Regions from separate parts of the Mus musculus genome. Here region 1 is linked to region 2. A link is a contact called in public Hi-C data. All regions are on one chromosome and are shown on one strand. Each heading gives the region's core, a stretch centred on a gene start, on an enhancer-like site or on the middle of the called end of the contact. The rest is flanking DNA. Distances are from core to core; before and after follow the strand shown.

Region 1 (2,905 bases), core at 175-2,674, 68 kb before region 2:
GGAGACTCTCTGGAATTGCTAGTCAGTAAGTCTAAGAGAATCAGTTACACCGAAGGTCCTAACCTCGGTGGAAACCTTAACTGGAAAAAGCCAGGTAAATGGCAGTGAGAAATGAAAGATTGTCTTCGGGCTGCACATAAGCATGCACACATACATGTATACACCTCCACCCCTTCCCACAAAAACGCTTGGCTGCGGCTCGGTGGTAGAAAGCACACTTTCAGAACCCCATTCTTACTTATTTCACTTTCCCTGTAGAGTAATGCTTTGTTCATTCAGAGATGACAGGCAGTTACCATGTAGTAACAACCCCAGGGTCAGACCTAAATTCTTCCACTTCCAGCAAACGCTGGCCCCTTCCCAGCATTGTGTACAGGAAGTGCACAGTATCTTTAGTACTAAGCTGGACTTTATGTTGAGTGTGTCTTACAAAAAGAGAAATAAAACTTTACCAATAAGTGTAAGATCACTAAATTCACACTTTTCCATGTGAATGGTGAGAGCTAACATAATTTAAGAGTAAAGAATTATCTAAACCAGTAGAGGAACACCATGGGCAAAATGTGTATGTTTTAGGTACCCGGAGGAACTGCACAAAAAAAAAAAAAAAAGGTATATTAAGAAGTGACATTTAAATTAGATCTCAAAGCACAGATGAGGACATAATAGGTAGATCAAAATTATATCTATATAACTTTCATCTATCTATTCATCTGTACCTCATAATTAGATAGATAGATAGATAGATAGATAGATAGATAGATAGATAGATAGATAGATAGATAGATAATACTGATATAAATAATATAGATAGATGTATTTAATAGATGGTAATAAAGATGTACTGGGCCTGGGTTATTTGCCAGGCTATAGAGCTTGATTTTCCTCTACTGCCACCACTTGAAGGTGACACTGAAGAAGACAGCTAAAGAGACATGGCATAGTGTCCACGAGAGACCCTGCCTCAAAAAGATAAGGTGTATGTATGACACTTGAGGTTGCTTTCTGGCCTCAATGCAAACGGACACACTCATATATACAACCAGCCCCCACACATACAAGTCAAACACACATGAAAAATGCCCATGAGAGATTCCGTTTCTTCTATAAGAAAATGCATGTCTTATGTAACAAAGAAGATTAATACATTCAATTAATAATGTCATGGCTTGAGAAAGAGACACTTGCGTGGCCCTTACCCAGGTTTCTAATAAGGACAGGATGCTAACAGTGAAAGGACCATTTAGAAAGCTGATTTCCTTTCATCGTGCCTGTTAAGTGTTTACTTAATTCACATCCTGTGTGACCCTATGGGAAAATTTTTAACTACTGCTGGGGAAATCCCATAGGGTTACGCAGGATGTGAACTGGGCTTGTGCTGAACCACCTTCAGCTTGAAAAATAAACTGGACGAGGTGAGTTTCACTTTCTGTTTGTCATAAATTCCACACTCTACCTCCTAAAGTTCACATTCACAGAGCATCGGCCTCTCTGGATGGCAGGCCAACAGAAGGCCTGCGTTCTCACTGGATCTTTCAAATAAAACTTGTAGAAAGAATATTCCTGTTCTACAAGCGGCACAAGAGGCAAGTCAGTGCCGTCGATCAAAGGCAGTCAGTGGAGCACTCCCAGAATGCTCCTGCATACCTGCAGCACACACAGGCCAGCTGCGCCTTTCCAGTTCCTGTGAAGAATGCACAGCAAACCACTTCCCCTATAGAAAGAAAGAAAAAAAAAAAAAAAAAAAGCAGCCCAACTTACTTGCTGATGGAAACAGTGTCATACTTTCCACTGGCCAAGCTTGAAACCATTACTGATTTAACCTTCATTAATTTTTCCACAACGATTTGCAGAAATGTCAGGAAGCAGCTGTATGAAGACTGATTAATTATCCTTATCATGGCTACTTCGCCAGGCACTTGTACCCCCCCCCCCCACTCCTATTGATACATGTATGTGTAGAAATATCTAAATATATATTCTAGCATGAAAATGAAAGTCAGCCCTTTGTCCTCTGTTGGTTGAGATGGGTGGTATGGGATGTGTTACTCTGAAAATCTAGATTGATCTGCGCTGTCTTTCAAGGGCCCAAATCTGGATCTGGAGGCAACCCCATGAAATTTGGGACAGTAGCCATGAAGGAAAAGCTTGCTTCCTGCCGATTACTCAGATCTGTTCAAACAGACGCTAATGGATTCATGTCTTAGAGCAACACTGCATGTGTTAGTCAATCACAGAGGCTCGAATTCACTTCCGAAATGTGAATTAGAAAATCAAATGCCCTTTCTCTACTTTTTTTTTCAACTTTTCTTTCCTGCCTCATCATTTTAGATTGCAGGGTACCATCTGTCTCACCCCATCAAAGAACACGCTCTGCATGCCTGGCACAGACGAGGGAGCAGCACACCTCACAGCCCCACGTGTCAACCGCCGAGCATCGTTAAGGCAGGTTCGCCACCCAGTCTGGCCATCTGGGTGACTGGTTCAAGCAAGTTTGGCTTCTCGGGCAGCACTAATGTCAAGTAATACTCAGGAAGATAAACACTGGCAAACTTATTTTCCCTCTAAGACACAGGAATGTAGACAGAAATGTCAACGTGCACCTACTAACGCTGCCAACTAGAAAGCTTCAATAGCAAAGGCTTGTCACATCCCTGAAATACGAAGACAGTCCAAACCTGGCACCTTCCATAACAACTCCAATTTTAAGTAAGAACCTGTTTTTCCTGCCCTCATACTAAAAGGCAATAAAGTGGAACAGGCTTAGAACCAAATGACAACAGTATCTTTCAGAGAGACGGGGAGAGGCCCTCCTAAGACTACATAGACAACACCACAGACCATCCAAAGGCTCCCTTCTTACAGACACACTCATTCCGCAATCCAAAGAAACCCTGGTGTACAG
Region 2 (2,844 bases), core at 183-2,682:
AAGAGACAAAAATAATTACAAAATGTCCCATGCCCACTTCATGGAACAGAATGAAACCAAAGAGCTATGAATAAAATACTTCCAGACAGTTTCTTCACCCCACACTTCTTTCTCAGGGTACCAGAGGCAGAGATTATCTCCTAATTTGGTTCCTAGGAAGCAAACTATCAAGAAAGTTGTTGCAGTAAGACTGGTAATGCTACATTAAGAGAAAATGCCCTGATTTTGGAAGGGGTGTGTGGGGGAAATAACAAAATTGGTAAGCAAAATCAGTAATTTCTTTTCATAGTGGAAATCGTCTTAAAAGACCAGAAAAGTAATTCTACCTAAATGAGTAAATGTTATAATTGCATTTCAGTAAAAAGAGTGTTTACATTTTGTCTAATTGGCATTTAAAGAAACCAAAATCATCACCAGAAAGATCGCCACCCACAGAGGCAGCCTAGTGTGCCCTGCCTCACATGTGACCCCCACCCACCTGCTTAAGCCCCGCCTTCCTTCACGCCACAGGAAATTGGGAATCACTTCTGCAAACAAGTAGCAGGAGGAAATGATAAAGACAGGAAGATAAAGAGGAGGAAAGAAGTGGTGTGGAGACAGACAGACAGACCATTTGGGGGAGAGCACACACAGCGTTTTAGATATTGGGGCCAATCTGGCTACAGTTTAGTAATCTTACATTCGTTCGAAAGAAAAAAAAAAGTGGGAAAGGAAGCAAATTAAAAATTCCTGTGTGTTAGTTATAATTCATCTCCACACATATACACAAATGCACAGGTCTCCATAGCTTGTCAAAATAAGGTGCAGGTTAAAAAATAAAATCAGTGCTACATGGATAGCCAACTAAACTCAAACACAAAATTCTTATCACTGTGCCTACTCAACATCTTAAAATTTAGAACCTCTGCTCTTATTCATGGCTAACAACAGCAACAACAATTCAGCTGCTCATGGATCTTTCCAGCAGATATGAAAGGCAACCTCTTAACTAATTAGAATCCTATGCAGCTCTATCCAACCCAGAGTTGCCACCCTCCTCCCCCAGCTGCCCACAGCGGGGGTTCTAACTATCCACTTTCTCGGTCCGGAAATGCACCTTTCCCCACAGGCAGCCACAGCGAAGAGCTAAGGAAAGAGCTGAGCCAGGGATTCGGCTGTTCACAAAAGGAATTCCCCTCCCTTCCCCTCTTTCTCCCTCCCCCTTCTTCTTCTGTCCCTCCCCCGTCATCACTGGTGAATAATATCCCTCACTACCTGCCTTGATCAACACCGTGAGCCCCTGTCTTCAGGCATGCAGGGAATTTAACAGCCTGGAAATTCCTGTTGTCCACTCGCTGAGGTCACAGATAAAGCTAAACAACAGCCGTGGCTCCCATCAATCATAAGTCACTCGCTGGGAGAATGTATGGAAGGAGACCTGATGTAAGCGAGTCACCAGAGAAAATACCCACTGATGACGCATATCCAGGCATAAAAATAGTCACAGGGCCCTCAAAGGGATTATTCAACAGCCTACATTTAGACTTTCTTACAACAGACCTGAAGTCAATGTGCCACAGTAAGTGGCTGAAGTTTAAGTTCAACAGACAGAACCAGGAATAGTTGCTTTAAACATGCTCCCACCGTAACAAGCTGTTTAGTAAGTTTTAGCATCTCTTTCTAAGCATCAAACAGTACCAACCAGCCATCTCACAAAATGCCACAGCATTGTTAATTCTACTCACAACTTTCAAAGCACAATTTCTGCTTATAACACACATGGCCTAAGAACATTAGACTCAAGCAGTCCAGAGATACATTGTCACCACAGGAGATACATAGTCACCACAGGAGATACATAGTCGCCACAGGAGATCCATAGTCATGGCTGTTTCCTCAACTGAAGGTAGGAAAATAGTACAAACTGCAGTTGTGAATCTTTTGTCTCTGGAAAACATGCTTTTAAGTGGAATAAAACTTAATAACAAGGTACACCACAGAAGCTGACATTCTGCTCCCTGTCTTTGCGGTTATAATTGTTCAGAAGTGGTTGGATCATTTATAGGAATAATTATGGTGTGTGTTACATACACCTGCTACATGTGGAACATTTATGTGCTCATTAAGATTAATAGCTCATGAGCATGACCACTGTTCAACAAATGGGTGCATGAAAATAAGAAATGATGAGATCTTAACCAAGCAAGTGACAAAATATTAATGATGGCATAAAGCCTGGATTGTTAGGTTGTTGTTGTTGTTGTTGTTGTTTTATGAGGAGAAAAATATCTTTTTACGTGTATCACAATTATAATAATAATTCAAGTTATTTGTTCCTTTCCCATCCTACTCAAACATATGTGCAGCTTGCAGATCAGAAAAGGCTGGATTTTGACATATTTTCTATCTGAATATCTAAAAATGTTCCCCTCCAAGTTTCCTACGGCGAACAATGAAGGAAACTGGCTATCACAGACCCTAAAATTCAGCCTCAGGATTTGAACACCTCGCCTGCTTGCTATGTCCTCCTCCTTGTTAGCCTTACTTGGCGATTCTCCGAATAATGCAGATTTCCACTGTTGTCATGCAAATTTATCAGCCACACAGAAGGGATCTGTGATAGAGTTGATCTCAGTACCTGATGTTACTGGCTGCCCTGCCTACACGACTAGCAAAGGGCTCTTAGCAACAAGACTGTCACTCTGACAGAGCATTGCGGGCTTTTGTTTTAGAAGTATCTGACTTCTCTGGAACAGCAAAGGTGACACCTTTCTCTACTGGTAAGCTCTTCACCACTTTCCTCAAGTATGATAGCAGGGCTATAAATACAGGTGAAAATTATTTTTAGTTCAAAGATTTTTCACA

Evidence for each region. Hi-C and Micro-C count contacts between places; a contact is called where the count stands out from the background.
Region 1: a contact with region 2 is called in a Hi-C map of muscle stem cells, with 2.0 times the contacts expected there. The contact joins two enhancer-like sites. A contact is called at or near these places in 3 of 15 datasets of contacts at CTCF or cohesin (CD8 T cells, the NIH/3T3 cell line and large pre-B cells), 9 of 484 Hi-C or Micro-C datasets (CD4 T cells, CD8 central memory T cells, DN3 thymocytes and 6 more), 8 of 115 datasets of contacts at active chromatin or transcription factors (CD8 T cells, a beta-TC-6 cell line, effector CD8 T cells and 4 more) and 1 of 9 other capture datasets (liver).

Annotation. Positions count from the first base shown.
Region 1 is chr10:14,084,825-14,087,729 of GRCm38.p6, reverse strand. The region is part of intron 2 of Hivep2 (human immunodeficiency virus type I enhancer binding protein 2); the gene reads right to left. Among named protein-coding and RNA genes, the nearest start is that of Gm51759, 41 kb to the left of the region's middle. Within about 2 kb of position 1,424, at least 164 of the 459 cell types and tissues checked have an H3K27ac peak or open chromatin away from gene starts, as enhancers often do. A contact at or near this core is called in CD8 T cells, Th1 cells, muscle stem cells and 3 more, where this site is marked.
Region 2 is chr10:14,016,524-14,019,367 of GRCm38.p6, reverse strand. All of the region lies in intron 1 of Hivep2 (human immunodeficiency virus type I enhancer binding protein 2), which reads right to left. Among named protein-coding and RNA genes, the nearest start is that of Hivep2, 52 kb to the right of the region's middle. Within about 2 kb of position 1,432, at least 168 of the 459 cell types and tissues checked have an H3K27ac peak or open chromatin away from gene starts, as enhancers often do. A contact at or near this core is called in CD8 T cells, Th1 cells, muscle stem cells and 3 more, where this site is marked.